2 separate regions of the Danio rerio genome follow, and region 1 is linked to region 2. The links are chromatin contacts, called in public Micro-C maps. All regions are on one chromosome and are shown on one strand. Each heading gives the region's core, a stretch centred on a gene start, on an enhancer-like site or on the middle of the called end of the contact. The rest is flanking DNA. Distances are from core to core; before and after follow the strand shown. Region 1 overlaps eeig1a (estrogen-induced osteoclastogenesis regulator 1a). Region 2 holds the start of eeig1a (estrogen-induced osteoclastogenesis regulator 1a).

The links. A called contact is a pair of places that touch in the nucleus more often than the background predicts.
Region 1: a contact with region 2 is called in a Micro-C map of caudal fin, with 8 times the contacts expected there. The contact joins the enhancer-like site here to the promoter of eeig1a in region 2. A contact is called at or near these places in 3 of 18 Hi-C or Micro-C datasets (caudal fin, hematopoietic stem cells and an unstated tissue) and 2 of 4 datasets of contacts at active chromatin or transcription factors (caudal fin and embryo).

What each region holds. Positions count from the first base shown.
Region 1 is chr8:3,948,657-3,952,590 of GRCz12tu, forward strand. eeig1a (estrogen-induced osteoclastogenesis regulator 1a) reads left to right here. Exons shown (of 12, transcript XM_003199038.7): 6 at 2,575-2,621; 7 at 2,755-2,885. It also overlaps a transcript of acaa2 not described here. Among named protein-coding and RNA genes, the nearest start is that of sh3glb2a, 40 kb to the right of the region's middle. Within about 2 kb of position 2,650, at least 3 of the 62 cell types and tissues checked have an H3K27ac peak or open chromatin away from gene starts, as enhancers often do.
Region 2 is chr8:3,884,209-3,888,467 of GRCz12tu, forward strand. It overlaps eeig1a (estrogen-induced osteoclastogenesis regulator 1a), which reads left to right and starts at 2,909. Exons shown (of 12, transcript XM_003199038.7): 1 at 2,909-3,116; 2 at 3,264-3,529. The coding sequence starts at 3,384. It also overlaps a transcript of acaa2 not described here and a transcript of naif1 not described here.

The sequences.
Region 1 (3,934 bases), core at 1,400-3,899, 64 kb after region 2:
ATATATATATACACACAGTACATATGTATGTGCGTGCGTGCGTGTGTATTTATATGGTGGGGGGGGCTCCAATGTTTGTATATGTTCATGGGGGGGGCTCCAAAGAAAAAGGTTGGGAACCACTGCTCTAAACCACCGTAATAGAGTACAACTAAGTCCTAGCCATGTCATTATACAACTTAAACGTGTCCCCATTATACGTGTCATTATACATGTTGTTATATCTGTTCCTGTAAACCACACACAGTTGAAACCAGAGGTTTACTTACACTCTAAAAAAGGAACAAAACCATTTTTAAAAAAAATGTCTGATGGTAAATCATATTAACGTTTACTATTTTAGGTCTGTTAGGATTACCTAAATGATTAACGTTTGCCAAATGCCAGAATAATAAGAGAATGTTTTTTGAGAATTTTTTATTAATTTCTAGACAGTCAAAAGTTGACTCACATTTCCTTGGTTTTTTTAAGGTATTAAATCAAAAGGTATTTTATTTGCCAGCTAATAACCTTTTCATTACATATAAAATGAAACTTCTGAACCAAGCCTGATGGAAAATGCTCATTTACAAGAAAAGAGGTCTGATGGATTTAGAGGGTTTTGCATCTGAACTCTTCATATATATTCTAGTCCTGATTGGGAGGTAATGTCCGATTCCGATCAAGTCTGAAATCCCATGATCGGAGTGAGTTATGTTTTTATTACTGTTAAAACAAGTGCAAGAACAGTTGAAACGAATTAAAAGTAAAAACAAACCAATAATCAGAAATAGGAAAGAAACATATTTGTAAATGGAACTGTACACCACAATTCAAGACATTACCTAATAATTATTTGAATAAAAATGTGGCTCAGTGGTTAGTACTGTCGCCTCACAGCAAGAAGGTTGCTTCTTGAAGGTCAGTTGGCATTTCTGTGTGGAGTTTGCATGTTCTCCCTGTGTTGGCGTGGGTTTCCTCCGGGTGCTCCGGTTTCCCCCAAACACATGCGCTGTAGGTGAATTGGTTAAGCTAAATTGACCATAGTGTATCTGTGTGAAAGAGTGTGTATGGGTGTTTCCCAGTGCTGGGTTGCAGCTGGAAGGGCATCCACTGCTCAAAACATATGCTGGATAAGTTGGCGGTTCATTCCACTGTGCCGACCCCTGATTAATAAAGAGACTAAGCCGAAAATAAAATGAATGAATGAATAATTATATTTAATATAATATATGTTTTATTACTGTTAGAACTGGTGGCGGAACAGTTGAAGAGAATGAAAAAATCTAAAAATAAACCAATAATCAGAATGGGTGAAGAAACATTTTTATTTTTTTTTATTAGAATATGCAAAGATCATACAAATACAAGAAAACATCACCAAATAACAAATACAAAGCAACAAAACAAAAACAACAAGAATATAGTCAGGTACTGGTATGTGCGTGTGCGTGTGCGTGTGCGTGTGCGTGTGTGTGTGTGTGTGTGTGTGTGTGTGTGTGTGTGTGTGTATGCATGTAAAGGTAATTTGGTGGACAGGTCAGAGTACATACATAAGGAACAATAACAGTCAATAAATGAAGCAAGTGTCACAGATATAAATAAAAGATATTGAAAGAAACCAGTCAGAGTTAGGGAGTAACAACAATGCTTATTAATGTATGATAGTAAAAATGAAAGTAAAAAGAAAGAAAGGACAACAGTAATAATAACTGACAATAATAATAAATCACAAGTGCAACATCAACTACTAATACAGAAAGTTACTTATATTACAACTAATACTGCTTCTACTACAGCCACAACCACGACTATTACTACTACAATGTTTACTAATACTGATACTACTACAACAATGACTACCACTACTGATACTACTAAAGCGTTTGCTACAACTAATACAACAACGTCTACTGCTACTACTACTACTACTACTACTACCACAATCATGTGAAGAAACATTTTAAATTGTTTGTGAATGCAACCGTACACAAAAAATTCAAGACATTAATTATTAATTCAATGAATAAAAATGAGAACTAATAATAAGTAATACAATAAGTAAATATGACGATAAAATAAACAAATAAACATACAACATAAAAAAGCTAGCTTGAGTTAAAAATGTGACAAAAACAGAGGAAACCAAAATTCAAGATAAATGTACCTAAATACACACAAATAAAGTAGCTATCCTCTGATTTTTTTTTCTAAAATCAAACCAGCATGTGCAAATAAATGGGATAGTAATGTTAGATAAAAAAATAACTAAATATTTAATAATTAGGAATAATTTAAAATAAAGGTATAAAAAATAACTTTAACATTTTTATATAAAGCTAACAAGTGTGAAAATAAATCTGACAATACTCAAAAATACAGTATTAGCACAGAAAAGAAAACGATGTAAATATGAAAGTGATTACGTGCACATTTCAGCTTTCTCTCAGCACATGATTATGTAATATTCTTGACACTCGACAAAAATATTAAAAGTCAGCTGAGAAGAATGAATTAAGCAAGCATTATTAAAGCAGTGAGGAAAACAGATTGATCAGTTAACTCGAAGTAATAGTTTTCTCTGTTATTATAAAGGTGACCATTGGAATGACGCTGTTATCTGGAGATCCTTGTTTTAAAACGTGAGTATTTTGCTTTGATTGTGTTATTCTGTAATGTAGACTCTGACGCCCCCTGTAGGCTCGTGAATGACAGTACAACACGCAGACTGAATGAATGATTATCTGAAAGTGAACTCATCCCCTGTTTATTTAGTCCACCAAGCACTGCTAAATGTATTTCTGTGGCTGGACAAGACCCTTCCCTGCAGCTGGACTGTAAAGGAGAAGGAACTGCTGAGGTTCTGCCCCGAATGGCTAAACAGAGACCATCCATACTCGGATCCGGTAAAGATAATGCATTTCATTCATTTATTCATTTTCTTTTTGGCTTTATTAATCCGGGGTCACCAGAGCGGAATGAACCGCCAACTTATCCAGCATATGTTTTATCCAGCGGATGCCCGTCCAGCTGCAACCCATCACTGGGAAACACCCATACACTCTCATTCACACACATACACCACAGACAATTTAGCTTACCCAATTCACCTGTACCGCATGTCTTTGGACTTGTGGGGGGAACCGGAGCACCCGGAGGAAACCCACGTGGGGAGAACATGCAAACTCCACATAGAAATGCCAACTGACCCAGCCGAGGCTCGAACCAGCGGCCTTCTTGCTGTGAGGCGACAGCACTACCTACTGCGCCATTGCGTCGCCTAATGCATTTCATAATCAGACATATTTGTTTCTCTGTATATTAATGGTAAAATTTCCTTAATACCACCAAATACGTCATTATAAATATGCATGTGTCGAGTAAACTCAATGTATTTTTTATTTAAAGTGTTACCTAATATTAATTGTGCGTTTTATAAATTAATTTTTATTTTTTCTTATATTTTTTATGTATTTTAAGTAATTTTTTCCAAATATACTATGATTAAATTTGTGATTTAGATATTTGATTTAGAGATCATGGTGGTGGTTTTATTATTTTTTTATGAATTTGGTTTTTCCATGTACTATTTGATTATTTGTTTATTCATATTTTGGTTGAAATTTTCTAAAAGTTTTAGTAATTAGTTTTTGTGTAATGTCTGTATCGTTTGCATGTTTTATGTGTTATTTTCTTTTTTTTTTAATGATTTTAAAAAGTTACCAATTACATTATTTATTTAATTATTATTATTATTTAATTATTATCGTTGTTGTTAAATTATTATTATTATTATTATCATCATTATTATTATTATTTTATTTTTATTATTATTATTTAAGTATTATTATTATTATTATTATTATTATTATTTAAGTATTATTATTATTATTATTATTATTTAAGTATAATTTTATATATTTGATTATATTATTAGAATTGTTTTTTGTTTTAG
Region 2 (4,259 bases), core at 1,659-4,158:
GATGAAATGTTCTATACACTCAAAACAATATTTGATTTTGCTGTTTTTTCAAACTACTTATTTAAAATAAGTTGAAACAACACAATTATTACGATTTTTTGGGACAATGTAATTGTTTTATGTTCAATGAACTTAAATTTGTTAAATTAGCTTAATTGATTTGTGTTGGGACGGCATGACGGAATAGTGTGGAACCCTGCATTTATTACAGTGTACGTCTAGTCCAAGTATCCACCACATACTAAATCAAGGTGCATTTTCTAGAAAATTAGAAGCATTTTCTCCTTAAATTAAGTGGGATTAAGTGAGCAGGTTTAAGGTTTATTTGTGTTCTGCAGCAATGCCAAGATTGAATTATTGCAGAAATGACATTTACGTCAATGCAAAATACCCCCAAAACAAAATAAATTAGAAAATTAAATACAAAGTTACACAAATAAACAAACTAAATCATATTTCTACATCAAGCCGTTCATACACAACCTGCATCCTCACATTAACCATCAATACGGTTTTTCAGAAAAACTATTTATTGAAAGTCCCCTAGTGTCCATGTTATGAGAGGAAAAAGTGAGATTTTCCTTAAAACATCCCGAATTAATATGACAATTATTACTATGTCATTGTGGTTTTTAAAATAATCTTGTTTTTTTTTGTTTGAAATCATTTAATTTGACTCACATTTCACTTCACTGCTTGTTTTTAGGGAAATCTCACTTCATTTTGACTCAGTCTTTAAAAACAAAACAATACTTTTGAATTCTAATGCTTCTTGGTTTAAGAGTTTGCAGATAGATAGAAATACAATACAAAGACTCTAAATTAGAAATCAGTTTTGCAGTGTGGATTATGAGGACAGAAATCAGCGTCACTTTAATTTGATGCTCTTTTTAACGTATTTTGTTGACTTTAAGTTACATTGCAACTATTTGCAAAGTTGCTAACTAATTCTCAATCAATGCAAATTTTCTTATAGTCAGGAGAATGTCTTTGGGTGTCCGAGTCCTCATAAACCAACAATACCAACATGTGTGTGTGTGTGTGTGTGTGTGTGTGTGTGTGTGTGTGTGTGTGCGTAAAATACACTGTAAATTATTGTACAGAGCAGTGCCTCGAAGAGTTATACATGTATGTGTGAACATTTCAGGGATGAAGTGAAATCAAGACTTTTATTAGCATTTAAAAAGTGGCCAAAATGTGCAAAAATCCTCTTACTGGACCTTTTTTTCTGTTCAGGTTTGGTTCACACTCTGGGTTTTGTTTTTATATTTAGTTGATCTAAAAGCCACTTTCATTTTTGCAATTGTTTTGTGCGTTTGACCCTAAAATGAACAAAAGCATTGCATGCAAAGTCCATATGAGGGTCCGAAACCTGCTGAAAACAGTTCCTGCAGGACAGATGAGGCCTTGGATGAGTTTGTTTAGGCGTTTGTTTCTTTAACTTTTGACAAGGACTTTTTAGTCGTAAGTATCTTAAATAAAGAAACTCTCCACACATGTATGAGCATTTGTTTGTAATTGATTGCACCAAATCATGCATGCATTTCCTGTGATGAAGTGGCTTTATTGCACTCTAAAAAGCGATATTTTCGTTCATTCATTTTCTATTTGGCTTAGTCCCTTTATTAATCAGGGGTCGCCACAGCGGAATGAACCGCCAACTTATCCAGCATATGTTTTACATCCATACACACTCATTCAAACATTTCTACACTATGGACAATTTAGCCTACCCAATTCACCTGCAGCATGTCTTTGGACTGTGGGGGAAACCGGAGCACATGGAGGAAGCCCACGCCAACACGAGAACATGCAAACTCCACACAGAAGTGCCAGATTAATTACTTATTAAAAAGTTGATGAGCAAACCCAGATTAATTTAGAACTGTTTAAAGCAAATGTTTACTAAATCTTTAAAGTAAGCAAATCGGTTTAAATAGGTTAACTCACTTTTTTTAAAGTAAAGTGAATGAATTAATTAAAAAGGTAAGTAAAGTCGAGTCAAGTAATCACTTTAAAATCGATTTAGTGATCAATTAATTTGAACAGCCTCGTAAAAATCAAAGTTGTTACATTACTGCAAAATGAAAAGGCTAATGAAAATGAATATGCTCAGTTTTTTAGTTTACTTTACCGCCACTAGAGGAAGACAAAGTGCGACCTTTTTTATCTGACAACATAATTCCTTCATTATTCATTCATTCATTCATTCATTTTCCTGTCGGCTTAGTCCACAGGTGTCAAACTCAGTTCCAAAAGGGCCGCAGCTCTGCACAGTTTAGTTCCAACCCTAATTAAACACACCTGATCAAACTAATCGAGTCCTTCAGGCTTGTTTGAAACCTACAGGTAAGTGTGTTGGAGCAGGGTTGAACTAAACTGTGCAGGGCTTCGGCCCTCCAGCAATTGAGTTTGACACCCCTGGTTTAGTCCCTTTATTAATCCGGGGTCTCCACAGCGGAATGAACCGCCAACTTATCCAGCACATTTTTACGCAGCGGATGCCCTTCCAGCCCATATTAATATTGCTCATTTATGACATTTAATTAGAAAAGTGGCAGTTTTATTTATTTAATACATGGAAACATTTAATTAATAATATTATTTAATTATATATTTATTTAATACACTGTACTACAGGAAACAGGCGTGTCGAGCCTATTTGGCTCATTCAGAACTCAAAGTGCTTTGCTTGTCTATACCTTACCATATTAATCAAACATTTTTAAATGTATTACTATTCAATTATTACTTATAAATGTAATAAAAATAATAATTATTATTAATAATAATAATTTATAATAAGCTGACAAGAAAATGAATGAGTTCGTGTGTATGTGTGTGAGAGAGAGGGGGAGAGAGAGAGCGAAAGAGAGAAAAGGAGGGGGCGGGGCTTCCTAATCCCTTCAGTAACACTGAACAGCCCTTCAGTGAACTGAGCTGAAGACAAAAATCACATCCAGAAACACGGCAGACACGGGCCAGGCAGAAACACTGAAGGAAATGAGTCCACACGTCCAGTTTTAAAGCTACTATTGAGTCAAAACCCTGATTATTTTGCATCTGCTCGAGTTTTAGCCAGGAAAACCGAAGCGTTCATCTGTTAACGTTAGCGGGTGAGTGAACTCAACTGACCTGACAAGAACTCCACAAAGAAACAACCACCTTTATTACATTGAAGTTCATAAATGATGCATTTAAAGTTGTGGTTTATCAATTTGTTAACCCGCTTATCTGTTTTCATATGTGTGTTTTATTTGCAGGTCAAGATGATTCCACACAGAGAGTTTCCGTTGCCTGATTAAACCCTTTTTTCATCCTACAGTTACAGTTTAACGGCAGATTTTTTTGTGGAGAATTTAAACATTTCCCCGCTCGACTTTATGGCGTTTTTAGTGAAGAAGAAGAAGTTTAAGTTTCAGACTCATGTTACTCTGGAGGAGCTGACAGCGGTTCCCTTCGTCAATGGAGTTTTGTTCTGCAAAATCAGATTGCTGGATGGAGGAGACTTCACTGCTTCATCATCCAGGTAAAACATCATCTTCATCATCCTTAAGGGCGAATATGAAATTAGTCGTGGTTAATTAAACGGGCTACGATCAGTGATTGAGATAAAGTTGGTTTATATTCACACATTTGTTCAGTGACAACTTGTGACAAGGTCACCATATTGATTACCATGGTATACTTTGATTATTCGGCCTGCAATAATATGCAAGTTTGACTTCAAAACTATAATTTGGCACTATTTAATTGACTGTGAGCAATGTTGTACTTTGTCTTTGGTTGCTAAAATGGGTTTACAGGCATTATTTAGTTGTGAGGGAATAATGTTTTACTTTGATTGTCTTTGGTTGCTAAAATGTTTAAAATAAATGGGTTTACAGGCAATATTTAGTTGTCAGTGCATAATGTTGTACTTTGATTGTCTTTGGTTGCTAATAAGGTTGTTAAAATGTTTAAAATGAATTGGTTTACAGGCATTATTTAGTTGTCAGTAAATAATCTTGTACTTTGATTGTCTTTGGTTGCTAATAAGGTTGTTAAAATGCTTAAAATAAATGGGTTTACAAGCAATATTTAATTGACAGTGAATAATGTTTTACTTTGATTGTCTTTGGTTGCTAATATGGTTGCTAAAATGTTTAAAATAAATGGGTTTACAGGCAATATTTAGCTGACAGTGAATAATGTTGTACTTTGATTGTCTTTGGTTGCTAATATGGGTTTACAGGCACTATTTAATTGACGGTGAATAA